Linked DNA regions of Gossypium hirsutum: region 1 is linked to region 2. The links are chromatin contacts, called in public Hi-C maps. All regions are on one chromosome and are shown on one strand. Each heading gives the region's core, a stretch centred on a gene start, on an enhancer-like site or on the middle of the called end of the contact. The rest is flanking DNA. Distances are from core to core; before and after follow the strand shown.

Evidence for each region. Hi-C and Micro-C count contacts between places; a contact is called where the count stands out from the background.
Region 1: a contact with region 2 is called in a Hi-C map of leaf, with 5 times the contacts expected there. The contact joins the promoter of LOC107895353 here to the promoter of LOC107912963 in region 2. A contact is called at or near these places in 7 of 34 Hi-C or Micro-C datasets (leaf, petal and seedling).

Annotation. Positions count from the first base shown.
Region 1 is chrA13:99,841,387-99,847,639 of Gossypium_hirsutum_v2.1, reverse strand. LOC107895353 (UDP-glycosyltransferase 73C1) reads left to right here and starts at 3,949. Exons shown (of 1, transcript XM_016820665.2): 1 at 3,949-6,253. The coding sequence starts at 5,652. LOC107895355 (a long non-coding RNA gene) reads left to right here. Exons shown (of 4, transcript XR_001683494.2): 3 at 1-758; 4 at 1,604-1,914.
Region 2 is chrA13:99,642,198-99,648,348 of Gossypium_hirsutum_v2.1, reverse strand. It overlaps LOC107912963, which reads left to right and starts at 1,800. Exons shown (of 18, transcript XM_016841366.2): 1 at 1,800-2,249; 2 at 3,055-3,113; 3 at 3,196-3,327; 4 at 4,154-4,294. The coding sequence starts at 1,919. TRNAT-AGU (transfer RNA threonine (anticodon AGU)) reads left to right here and starts at 1,664; the gene lies at 1,664-1,737.

The DNA of each region.
Region 1 (6,253 bases), core at 2,700-5,199, 200 kb before region 2:
GATTGTGAGTTGCATCCAGAAATGAATTTTGAATTGTCAGATACTGCTACGCTTGAGCAACGCCGGGCTTACAAGATTGAACTCCAAGTCGGTAATTTTTTTATGTTGGGATAAGTATGAGTGGTTCTTCAAGTAGCAGTTACTTATCTAGTACTGAAACTGTCACAGAGGGCCGCCTAAATATATCATTATAATTTGCCGTATTACTATTGACTTCTCTTAAGTCATGTAATTTTATGTAGCGTAATTTTATGTGTAGCTCTCATTTTCTTTTACAAGCTTAGTTTTACTGACCAACTTTACTGGGTTAAATGCAGAAAGGTGGCTCATTATTTAACAGGAATCCTTCCAAAGGCATCAAGTTTCTTATAAATATATGCAGATGAGAGCTTTATTGCCTGATAGACCACGCTTTTCTTCAGCCAAGTTAAATAGTTGCATGACTATTTCATTCTTGAGATATTCCAATGGAAGCACAAAGTGTTTCTGATCCACATTGTATACAACAAAATCGCCCTACTCAATTGTTGTCGACGTGTTGCAACTGTTTGCGCCAGTATCTAAGGTGGCACTTGATGGTGTGATCCTCTTTCTCCTGATTGTAGCCATTTTTTGCCATTTTCTTACTAACTTGATAAGCTTCTTAGCGCTGACCATCTTGCTTTGCTCTAAGGTTAATAGGAAAGAACTCCAAGATTTAGGCTTGAAACTCTTCTAGATATAAAGCAATGGAAATTTGATGAATATATAACTAGAAGGTGAGAGACAGTCCCTTTAATGAACAGTACAATACCGGTATTCATTGGAAACAAAGACGTGGTAGGTAGATATGTATAGTCTGCAAGGTGACCATGTTTGTTTTTATTGGATGATTAACCCCCAGCAAAGTTGATCATATATAGAAGTTCATATATACATCTTTATGTAACTTCCAAGTGGTTTAACAACAATAAGGTCCAGTAATGAAAGTGGTCAGATGATCCACATGTTCTGGATTGATGAGTTTTTATGATTTCTGAAACAGATTTTGCCCCTTAAAGATTGTTTATCTCTAGGCTGTTATGCTTTTAAATTGTCTTTTGTCTAAATCTACTCCGCATTTATCTGTCTGTTAATTGCTTTAAGAGATTATGGGGTCAAATATATGCTTAAATCTGTTTGAGCTGCCTTTTCTTGATAACTATTATAACTAGATAGACATAAAAAATATATGGTAAAAAGAACTCTTCAATTCCTCTCAATTTCGAATTGAGCAAATTGGTCCTTCTAAGAAAATCAAAGCAATTTATTTCCTATCAATTTCGAAGGTTAGAAATTAAGGACAATTAATCATAGAGTTAATGTTTTCATGGATTATACATGATTTTGATTGGTCTAATAACAAATTTAGCCCTTATTGTTAATACATTCTATCAATTGGGTCCTAATTTAATAAATTTATCTTGCAACATTTGTGTAAATTTTGAAGTTGAATTTATTGAATTTTCCTGATATTGGCTATGAATTGAGCTTGCATGCTTCCTCACAACCATCTTCTTCTAAGCCAGGTAAATCTATTGAAGATTTAGTTGAGCCTTTCGCTAATACAGCTCAACGTTTGCAGGCAAACATGGAGAACCACTTTCAGAACATAGAAAATCAAATCAATCAACGTACAATTTTAGTGTAGTAGATTAGAAACTCAAGAAGTTGACCAAGAGGTGGTCGCTCTCAAGGAATTAACACTGAATTTCTGAATAATTACACAATATGCATACTTATGTAGCTTTTTGATAGTATAATGACATGATAGAATGTGATTACAATATTGTAACTTTTTGATGTTGTAAAATTTTATAACATATGAATTATGACATATAAACTAATGAAATCATGTAACTTTTTGTTAGTATATGAATATTATATTTGGATCTGAAATATAATTCTCAAGTTATTTATTCTTCTAATATTTTGTTTATAATTAAATTATTTGTTTCAGTAATGATATTTTAGCACATTAAATATGTATTACAGTTTAAAAATAATAAAGTAGATTATATATTATTTTTTTAGTATTATATATTATGATTTTTTAATTCATATAATAATAATTATATTAATAATGTTATTAAATTACATATTATTTTATTAAATTATATTTAATAATAATTATGTTAAAATATGGTTAAATTATTTTTTTAATAAAATATATTTAATAATAATTTTATTAAAATTTAATAACAATAACAATAATTATCTACCTTAACAAAAAATTCTACTAAGGGTATTCTGGTCGTTTTAGTTTTTTTCCTTATGCTATTACAACATCATTCTATTTAACCAAATACAAGAATACTATTACAGTTCTATTCTATTCCATTCAATCAAACAGTTAAATTACTTATTACAGCTCTATTCCATTACAGCTCTATTTAATTACAACCCTATTCCATTACAACCAACCAAACGTACTGTAAGAGTTTTGAGAGATGCTAGGAGTATTTATAGAAGTGATGGTTCCATATGGTTTCTTATTGAGGAGAGTGTACCTATTAATAGCAGGTGGCCTAACAAAAGGTCCAATTAATTGGTTAAGGGCAGGTGGTCCCTCCCGTGGATGATATAAAGCATGTGAGTAGTTGGTCATAGAATGACCATCCAGACGGTATAAGGTTGAGGGTCGTTCACGAGTGCCTCTCCAATCGCTTCTCATAATTCTCTGTGTCCCACTCGAGGTAGGGTTTAAGAATTAATGTAAGTTTGTATTTGACGTTAGAAGACTATTTTTTTTCTTTTTATTACATATTCAAATTGTTCATAGAGTAAGTATGCATGTTAAATTTAAACTGTTTACTAAACTGACAAAATGACTTGATTGATATAATATTAATACTTTAAAGATTCAATTATAATGTTGAAAAAGTTTCAAACAATTTAAATTTTAAACCATAATTTGTAAAGTCTAATGCAAGTATATCTGTCTAACTTATAAAATTTAAAAGTTTCATAGACTTTATTCGTTTTTAGGGTTAAATATTAAAATTATACATAAATTTTGATTCAAAATGTAATTTGATATATAAATTTTAATTTGAAAAGATTCTACGAATTGAATTTTGATTTTGATTCAATCATATATATATTTTTTTAAAAATACATCAATTTATTTCCATATTAGATAAATATAATTATTTTTGCATACAATATTTAGACATAAAATGATATTATATCGATAATGATGTTATGATTTATAAAAATTGAATCAAAATAATATTTCATATATAAAATTATACAAAATCAAAATTTATGTATAGAATTACAAATTTAGTCTTTAGATATGATTTTAAACTTTTATTTTATTTTATTTTTCTCATTTTTGTTAAAAGTTTTTTCAATTAACAAACTATTGACGAGTTTTAAGGTGGGATTTAAAAAAAAAAGCTTTTCATGACACCTAATTATATAAAAATTAATGTTATATAAATTAAATCAAATAAAAATTAATATTATTTGAATTGCATCGATTAGATTAAAAATTGTACCTAAATTATTATTCAATCACATAAAACATAACTCTTTTACGCAAATTAATAGAAGCCTTTAATATTTTGTGTAAATTACAAAATACAGAAAAAGTGGGGATCTCTGAGGAGGCAGTGGCCATCAGTCCTTGGGAAATTCGATTCAAGAAGACAACTTGACTGCTCCAGCCGACAGTCACATTAACAGAAGTGACAAGGAAGCTGCTTAGATTTTAATTCCCGGTTAGAACTTCGAGAATACAGGGGAAAGTTCAAAGATGGGTTGCAATCCAAAGATGCCATTCAAATTGAGCCCAATAATGGGACGGAAGGAGACTCTAGAATGGACAATGTAAATGTGGGCCTTAACTTTTTGAAGGCCCATCTGATGAGTTACGGATCCGGATAATGACTGTTTAGTGGGTCATGAGCATGATGGCTTGGATGAGGCACTATTGTCAGCCATAACCAAAACTAAGGTGAGGAAGATTCGTTAACAGCTGGGTATTTGTGAGGCCAAGATAATTACAAAGAGAGGAAGAGGGAGACCGCCTGAGAAGAAGAAAGGATCTGGGAAGTGGCCAAAACAATCCAAAGTGGTGAACGACTCGCTCTCCGACTCAGATTTCATCGATCGAAGGAGAGTCATCCGTAAAGAAGCTGAGGAAGCTTGGGAAGTGGGAAAAATCTTGGGTCTGAGGGCTAGCTGCAGTGATGAGGTCGTTATTTCAGAATTCATAAGGCTAGAAGAAGCGTGGGACTTGTAGAGTAAGGGATTTTGGTAAACTCTTGGGGCTTCAAGCAAGGGGAATTGAAGAAGAGGTTGTGAGAGAGTTGTTTCGCTATTGCAGAAAGGCCAGCCTTGATGTAGGACGTTGGGGGAACTTGAAGGTTCGGGTTTGAAAGAGGTGTCGTGCATTGTTCTTTAATGGAAAGGTCGATCAAAATTTTGATTGTGTGCTGGTCAAATTTTTGTCCTTGTGAGATTGAGGAGCAAAAAGGTATTTGACTTATGTTGTGAATATGAATGTCAGTGTTGGTATCATTTGTGCTTTGGGGTGAAGACTTTTTTTTTTCCCTTCTTCTTATTTGATGAGCCGAACAGTTTTAATGGTTTTACCAACGAATGGAAATTGACTTGCAGTGGTTGACTCTCATTAAGGGTCTTTTTAGCAGAGATATCATATATTCTCCTCCGATCATGCGTTAAAGTCCTCTGGACTGATATGTTTTTATGCCAATGAAGTTGTATCTGGAAGGGTCAGCCTTTGAAGCTTTAGAGAGAGTGATGACAGAATTGGACCAAAATGTGGCTACATCTTTTATGTGAGGCGTTTATTGGGGCTCTGTGGTGATTTGGCTATGATGCTTTTGCTGTTTGAGGCGAGGACTGATCCTATTTTTGGTTTATTCATGCTTGAAGAGCTTGTTTTCCTTGAATTGGAAGCAATCTGATTTTGATGAAAAAATTGATTAGGAACATGATGGTTCTTTTAAATGAGAATCAGCCTCGGAAGTGATGGTGATATCTAGCTTAGTTGAGGTTTTGGCTTCTCAGTATCATTTGTTGCTTAATTTTCTTGGCTTGGTGTTTCTATGGCAAACCTCTGTGATGTGGCCAATTGCGTTAAAAGAGTGGCTAAAGATTCTTTTTTTTTTTTATTTGAGGCGATCTTCTGTAGCTTTGAAATTCCTAATTTATTAATAATATTATTAATTTACCGAGAAAAAAAAACATGACTCAGTAACACAAATAGACAAATTGAATAATGTTTTATATAAGATTAATTACAGAAAATATTAAAACTTTCATCAAAGTTGATTTCGTGTAGGATTTGATGGCTACTTACAAATCAATATGCCAGTCTTGGTCTGCCATGTTCCCTATTTTTTATACGAAATTAGCCACCCAGCACTTCACTTACAATCATAATTTCACAAATGAGAAAAAGCCTAACTCACTTTTTCTACATAAATAGACAAAAATGCTTATGTATGCCCTTATGTCACCTCCTCAATCCTTTCTTTCGCTTGCCTTTTTTTCTTATATACAATATAAATAAATTAAAATATCTCAAATATAATAAAAAAACATCAAAATTTATATCAGTATATAAAACCAGACTTATGGTTTAGTTTTTGACAGTTTCGATGGCGACTCCTACTCAAGAGGAGCAGCAGCTTCACTTTGTGGTGTTTCCCTTCATGTCTCAAGGCCATATGGCCCCTATGATTGACATTGCTAGATTGCTGGCACAGCGAGGCGTGATCGTAACCATCATTACAACGCCTCAAAAGGCAGCTAGGTTCAAGGCAACCCTCGATCGTGCCATGGAATCGGGGCTCTTCATCCGTCTACTTGAGGTACAGTTTCCATGTGCTGAATTTGGATTGCCAGAAGGGTGCGAGAGCTTCGACATGCTGCCTTCCTTTAGCTTAGCCTGGAATTTCTACCAAGCTACCGACGCGCTTGAAACGCCAGTTAAAAAACTGTTACCTGAGCTAACGCCAAGCCCCAACTGTATCCTTTCTGATGTGTTGTTTGCGTTCACACTCGACATTGCCAACCAGTTTCAGATTCCGAGGATCGTGTTCCATGGAGTTTGTTGCTTTCGTCTTGTTTGTCTCCATAATTTACGCATCTCCAACGTTCTTGACCACGTTTCCTCAGAGACGGAGTACTTCGTCGTGCCTAACATGCCCCACAAAGTTGAGTTCACTAAATGCCAGGTCACACAAGTTATGGCTGAAAA
Region 2 (6,151 bases), core at 551-3,050:
AAAAAGGACCCAGATCTGAATCTCATCTTTCAATTTCTTTTGCGTTTTGTATTTCAAAATGTATTGATTGTGCGCGTAACCTTACACCTGATGAAATCCCCTGGCTTTATATCCGTTTGAATATATCCGTTTGAATAATACAATCTTCGACGTATTAATATCAATACATAGCACACTCAAATTACTATATAATTATATTAATGAAATTCATTGATTTAATAATGATATTCACAAAATAAAAATTTAACAACATTTTCTTTCCATTTGTAGTTGATTGCTAGAAATGTGCTTGTGATCCGACTGTATCAATGATGTTGTCATTTTTTAAATTTATATTTTTTATACAAAATCTATATTTTTTAAAATAAAAATGTATTACTATACAAATATTTGACAAAGTAATAAATTAATAATTTATTAAAATATCAATATAGATTATAAAAAAATTTAGAATTTTCTAACATATCATTTAATTCATTATAACAAAATAATAGATAAGCAACCTAAAATTAAATTAATCTAATATTAAAAATACATAACACTTGAAATAACATAACTTACCTTAAATTACTTGATAAAATTTTGATGGTGGAAATCAAACCAAGACAATATATTATTAATTGAGAGAAGAAAACAAACTTTGATATTTATTTAGAAAATGAAATTGATAATTGAAGGATAAATATTTTGTAAAAGAATGAAAGTGGGAGAATTAATTTAGAAGATTGGTTTGATGATGAGATAAATGATTTGTAAAAAAATAAAGGTTGGGTATATACAAGGGCAATAATAATATTTTTATCATTTTTTTTTATTATTGGAGATTCAGTGGTCATATTTATTGAGTTGGATGTTGTCATGGCAAAAACATGCCTCGTAGAATACATTTTTACTGTGCATCCTATGGGACATGCTTTTGCCACAATAGAATTCGATTAAGCAAAAATAATATATTTCTCTAATTAATCGAATAATCATCCTATTTTCTTTTTTTTCCCCCAAAATCAATATTTTTCAATAATTTGACCCTTTTGTTTTCATTGTCCTACAAAATGTGAAATTACCAATAATTAGAGTTAATTGTACTACATATATCCAAACTATGATCTTCATTCTAAATTGGTCCTCAAATTTCAAAATGTCTTAATTACATCCTAAACTATTAAGGTTATATCAATCAGGTACTTCTATTATTAAAATCGTTAATTTAACCATTAAATAACATATTAAATTGTATGGGGTATAATTTAAAATTAAAATTTAAAGAATAGTAAAAAGTTACCACATAACTTTTAAAAGTTAAAATGAAGAATAAAGTAAAATTGAAAAAAAAGAGTGAACGATAATTTTTTTGTAAAAGCTTCAAAAACCTCAAACTCAAGATTTTTACATATTTTTTCACAATATTTATTTTTCTTTAAAATTTTCATTTTAAACCATATCAAATAAGATTTTACATGTCAATAAACGGGTAATTAATGATTTTAATAATGGAGGGACATTATTAATATACCTCGATAATTTAGAGATATAATTAGAATATGTTTTAAAGATCAAATTGTAATAAAATTATAGGATGCGTGGTGCAATTAACTCTAATAATTAACAATAAGGTTCAAAATTTTAAATCCAAAACTATTTCTAAAAAAAATAAAACTAAGAAGCTCTCGTAGCTCAGTTGGTTAGAGCACCCGTTTAGTAAGCGGGAGGTCTTGAGTTCGACTCTCAACGAGAGCAAATTGGGTTTACCCCAGGTTTTTAGGATTGCCATCTATTTTCCAGGAATTTTTTTTTTCTTTGGTAACAACCGTTTTTGCCTAGTCCAAGAATCCCAGCCACACAAATAAAAACTAACAAACTCCCTCTAGGCCAACAAACAGAAGAATCATGTCAGACATGATTTTTTTTTTACCTGAACATGCCCTTTGTTACATCTTCATCTTCATCTTCATGCCAATCTCAAATCCATTCCAAGACAATGTTTCTTGTCCACAAAACTTCCCCTATTTTTCTCCACAAGTTCTATCCCCAAACTGCTACTAAGTTTAGATGTATTCCCAAGAAATTCACTGTTTCTGCTTCCCTTAACACGATAGCTGCTGCCGCTGCCTCTGGCTCTGGTGCCACCATCCATGGGGCCGTCTCTTCTGCGATTACCCAAGTAGCTGTTACTGCCTTTGCTATAGCCTCCGGGGCTTGTCTTTCCACTAAGGTTGACTTCTTGTGGCCCAAAGTGGAGGAGCAACAAGGTACCCTTCTGTTTCATTTCTTTTTGCTTTGGAATTTTATGCAGTTCTGGATATTACAATATTACTTGATTTTGTGCTTCTATATATTAGAAATAGTTTTGTTACATTCAATTTTAGGCAATCCTCTAGAAGTTGGTTTTTTTCAGTTCCAGATTAGGGAGTACTAAGTGTGTACTTTCTTCACGATTGGCTTATTAAGAACCTCCTCATTATCTCAGACTATGTTACTTTTTGTCTTCTTAATTTTAACGGTGTTTTCAAGCCTCCTGTTGGGGTGTGTCTGTGTGTATACCTTTTCTTCTCTAGTTCTTACAATTGTGCATATACTAAGTACTTTCTTGAATTTTCCAAATAAGTTTCTATCCTTCTATTATTGCTTTTGTCTGATTGAACCTTATTTGGATGTAAACCATTAAAATCTGTTTTCTTTAGCACCTATATGTCACAAATGTTTTACATATTTCTAAGCTTCTTCCTGAGGTCTTGTATTACATATTTTGAGCCTAGAGGATTCTGCCTTTGATTCCTCTCAAAATTATGAAATCATAGTTGAGCATATTGAAAAGGATATAGTTTTCGTTAGATACCTTGTGTTCCTTCTTATTACACCAATTATTGATTCTTGATTGTAGCTTATTAGCAAGACCATGACTATGATTTATCCTCTTTACAGTTTACAATCACAATCTCCTGCTTTCTTTTTCTTGTTAGATGTCAAACCATTCACTGTCTTCTTACTGGATCATTTTCTTCATATTTTCTGCTATCAATTTTCATGTTAACAACGCCAATCAATGTGGTGCAGGTTCTTTTACAGTGGAAGGAATTGATGTGACTGGCTATCCTATATTCAGTGAGGCAAAGGTTTGCCATGTCTCGTTGCCTTATGAGTATGACTTGCATATAGTCCTCTTCTTCCACTAAAACACTGAATTTGTGAAGGCAGGTGCAAAAAGCTATTGCATTTGCAAAAAGAGCTCACAATGGGCAGTTTAGGAAAACAGGAGACCCGTACTTATCGCATTGCATTCACACAGGAAGAATCTTAGCTATGTTGGTTCCATCAACTGGCTTACGAGTATGAAACTGTATAAGCAACTACTATTAAGTTTATTATATTATGCGTGTCTTTATTATGCTTTTCTTCTGATAATCTTCCATCAGCTTACCATATGCCTGCTATTTGCACTCACAAAAATTGCATGTATGCAGAGATGGCACTACATATATGGTGGGGGCGAGCACAACCCACTTCTTAGACCCAATTAGAGCCAAGCCCAGTTGCAAGATTTAAACAACTTAAGAATTCTTGTTAAAAAAAAAAAGAACAGATGGCTTAAGCTTCATGTTAAAAAAAAAAGTTTCAAACCCTTCCCAATTAACTTAAAAAAAAAAAAAGAACTTTCTCAAGTCAAAATAAACTCTAGGCTTGCAAGTATTATGTATTGAGAGCCAAAAAGGCTACGACAAACCGTGATTTCAATTTATATTTGTTGACCCCCAAATGTTTTATCCGGGTTCCATCCCTGCATGCATGTTGCATTTATCTCATTCTTCAGCACATCAGCCTAGTGTTTTCTTTCATTGATCCATCTTTATACTTGTAGCCGTAGACCAGTATAATATGATCATTACTCTCTTCCAGAGAAGTTAGGGAACCATTACAAGTATTACTTAGTGTTGTTGGCTAGGAAAACATCTTACAGTAAAAGCAATAGCCATTGTGATGTTTTAATCAGTATTTATCTTCAGCCATTATGTTTACTAAAATGCATTCTTTCTTATTATTACTAAAAGTAGCACTTAAGATTACTAAAAGTAACACTTAAGAGTTTCGGGGTTGCTTAAGAAACTTGCTTCACTTTCAGTTAGTTCCTTAACTAAGGCTGGAAAGTTTGCTGCAGGCTGTTGACACAGTTGTGGCTGGGATATTACATGATGTGGTTGATGATACATGTGAACGTTTGTTCAGTATAGAAGCAGAATTTGGTGATGATGTAGCAAGGTTGGTAGCGGGTGTTTCTAGATTAAGTTATATAAATCAGGTAAAGTTCATTTTAGTTTGTTCTGTCTGTAGGATTATGTTGATAGTATGAATCATTTCCTCTTGTATTTTCAACAGAAAAATTTACATGGCTATTTATACTAAAAGAGTAGGCCTAACTAAGGAAACATAATCAATACATTAAATCAATAATCCTAATTTTAAGCTAATCTAATCCCTAAAAATCAGTAATGAGATTAGCTGAGATAAGCCGTCAACACTCCCCCTGAAGTTGGTGCATAGATGTCACACATGCCCAATTTGCAAACCAAATTATGATAGCTTCTGTTGTTAAGTCCTTTGATGAACACATCAACTATTTGCTTGTCAGAGGCTACATGACTTAAGCCTAAGATGTCGGCAGTTAACTTTTCTTTGATGCAGTGGCTACATGACTTAAGCCTAAGATGCGGGCAGTTAACTTTTCTTTGATGAAATGTCGATAAATTTCTATGTGCTTTGTTCGATCATGTTGTACTGGGCTATACTGATGGCAGCCTTGTTGTCACAATATAAGGATAATTTTCCTTTATTTGACAACTTTAATTCCTCCATAACTTTTAGTAACCACAGTAGCTCGCAAACGCCTTGAGCTATGGCTCTGTATTCTATCTCAGCACTTGACTGAGCAACCACACTTTGCTTCTTGCTTCTTCAAGTGACTAAGTTTCCTCCCACAAGTGTGCAATATCCAGATGTAGACCTCCTATCATCCAGAGATCCATTTCAATCTGCATCTGTAATAGCTTCTATCTGGAGATGACCATGTTTTGAAAAGAGGAGACCTTTTCTTGGGACAGACTTTAGGTAACGTAGAATGCGAAAGACAGACTGCATATGAGACTCTCAAGGATCATGCATAAATTGACTTACCAAACTAACTGCATATGCTATGTCAGGTCTAGTGTGTGAGAGATAAATTAGTCTACCAACCAATCTTTGATATCATTTTTTATCCACTGACTCCTATTCCAGCTTGCAACTTATGATTGCTTTCTGTAGATGATTCTGCTAGTTTGCAACTCATCATTCCTGTCTCAGTCAAGAGGTCTAAGATGTATTTTCTTTGAGATATGAAGATTCATTTCTTTGATTTGTCAACTTCAATTCCCAAGAAATATTGTAACTTCCCTAGATTTTTTATTTTAAATTCTTGAGCCAAACATTGTTTCAGTCGAATAATTTCTTCATCATCGTCTCATGTCATCACTATGTCATCAACATATACAATAAGAGGAGTAATCTTACCCTTGTGATGTTTCGTAAAAAGGGTATGATCAAAATTGCTTTGTTGCTAACCAAAAGTGATCATAGCTTTGCAGAATCTTTCAAACCATGTTCTAGGAGATTGTTTTAATCCATACAAGACTTTCTTCAATCTATTTACTTTCCCTTGCGTTTTTGCATTATCAAATCCAAGAGGAATCTCCATATATACTTTCTCTTCTATGTCTCCATGTAGGAATGCATTCTTCACATCAAATTGTTGTAGGTTCCAATCAAGGATGGTTGCACAAGATAACAAAATTCTGATGGTGTTCATTTTGGCAACAGGGGCAAACGTCTCTTGATAGTCTACTCCATAAGTTTGAGTGAAGCCTTTAGCAACCAATCTGGCTTTGTACCTTTCTATCGAACCATCAAACTTGTGTTTCACATTAAATACCCGTTTGCATCCCACCAAATTCTTGTCTACTGGAGGAGTTACTAGCTTCCAAGTCTCATTCTTTTTTAGTGCCTTCATTTCTTCAACCATGACTTCTTTCCACTTGAGATATTCAAATGCTTCATGTCAATCCTGTGAAATAGACACAGAGGACAAAGACAAGACAAAGGCTTTATAGGGAAGGGACAATGA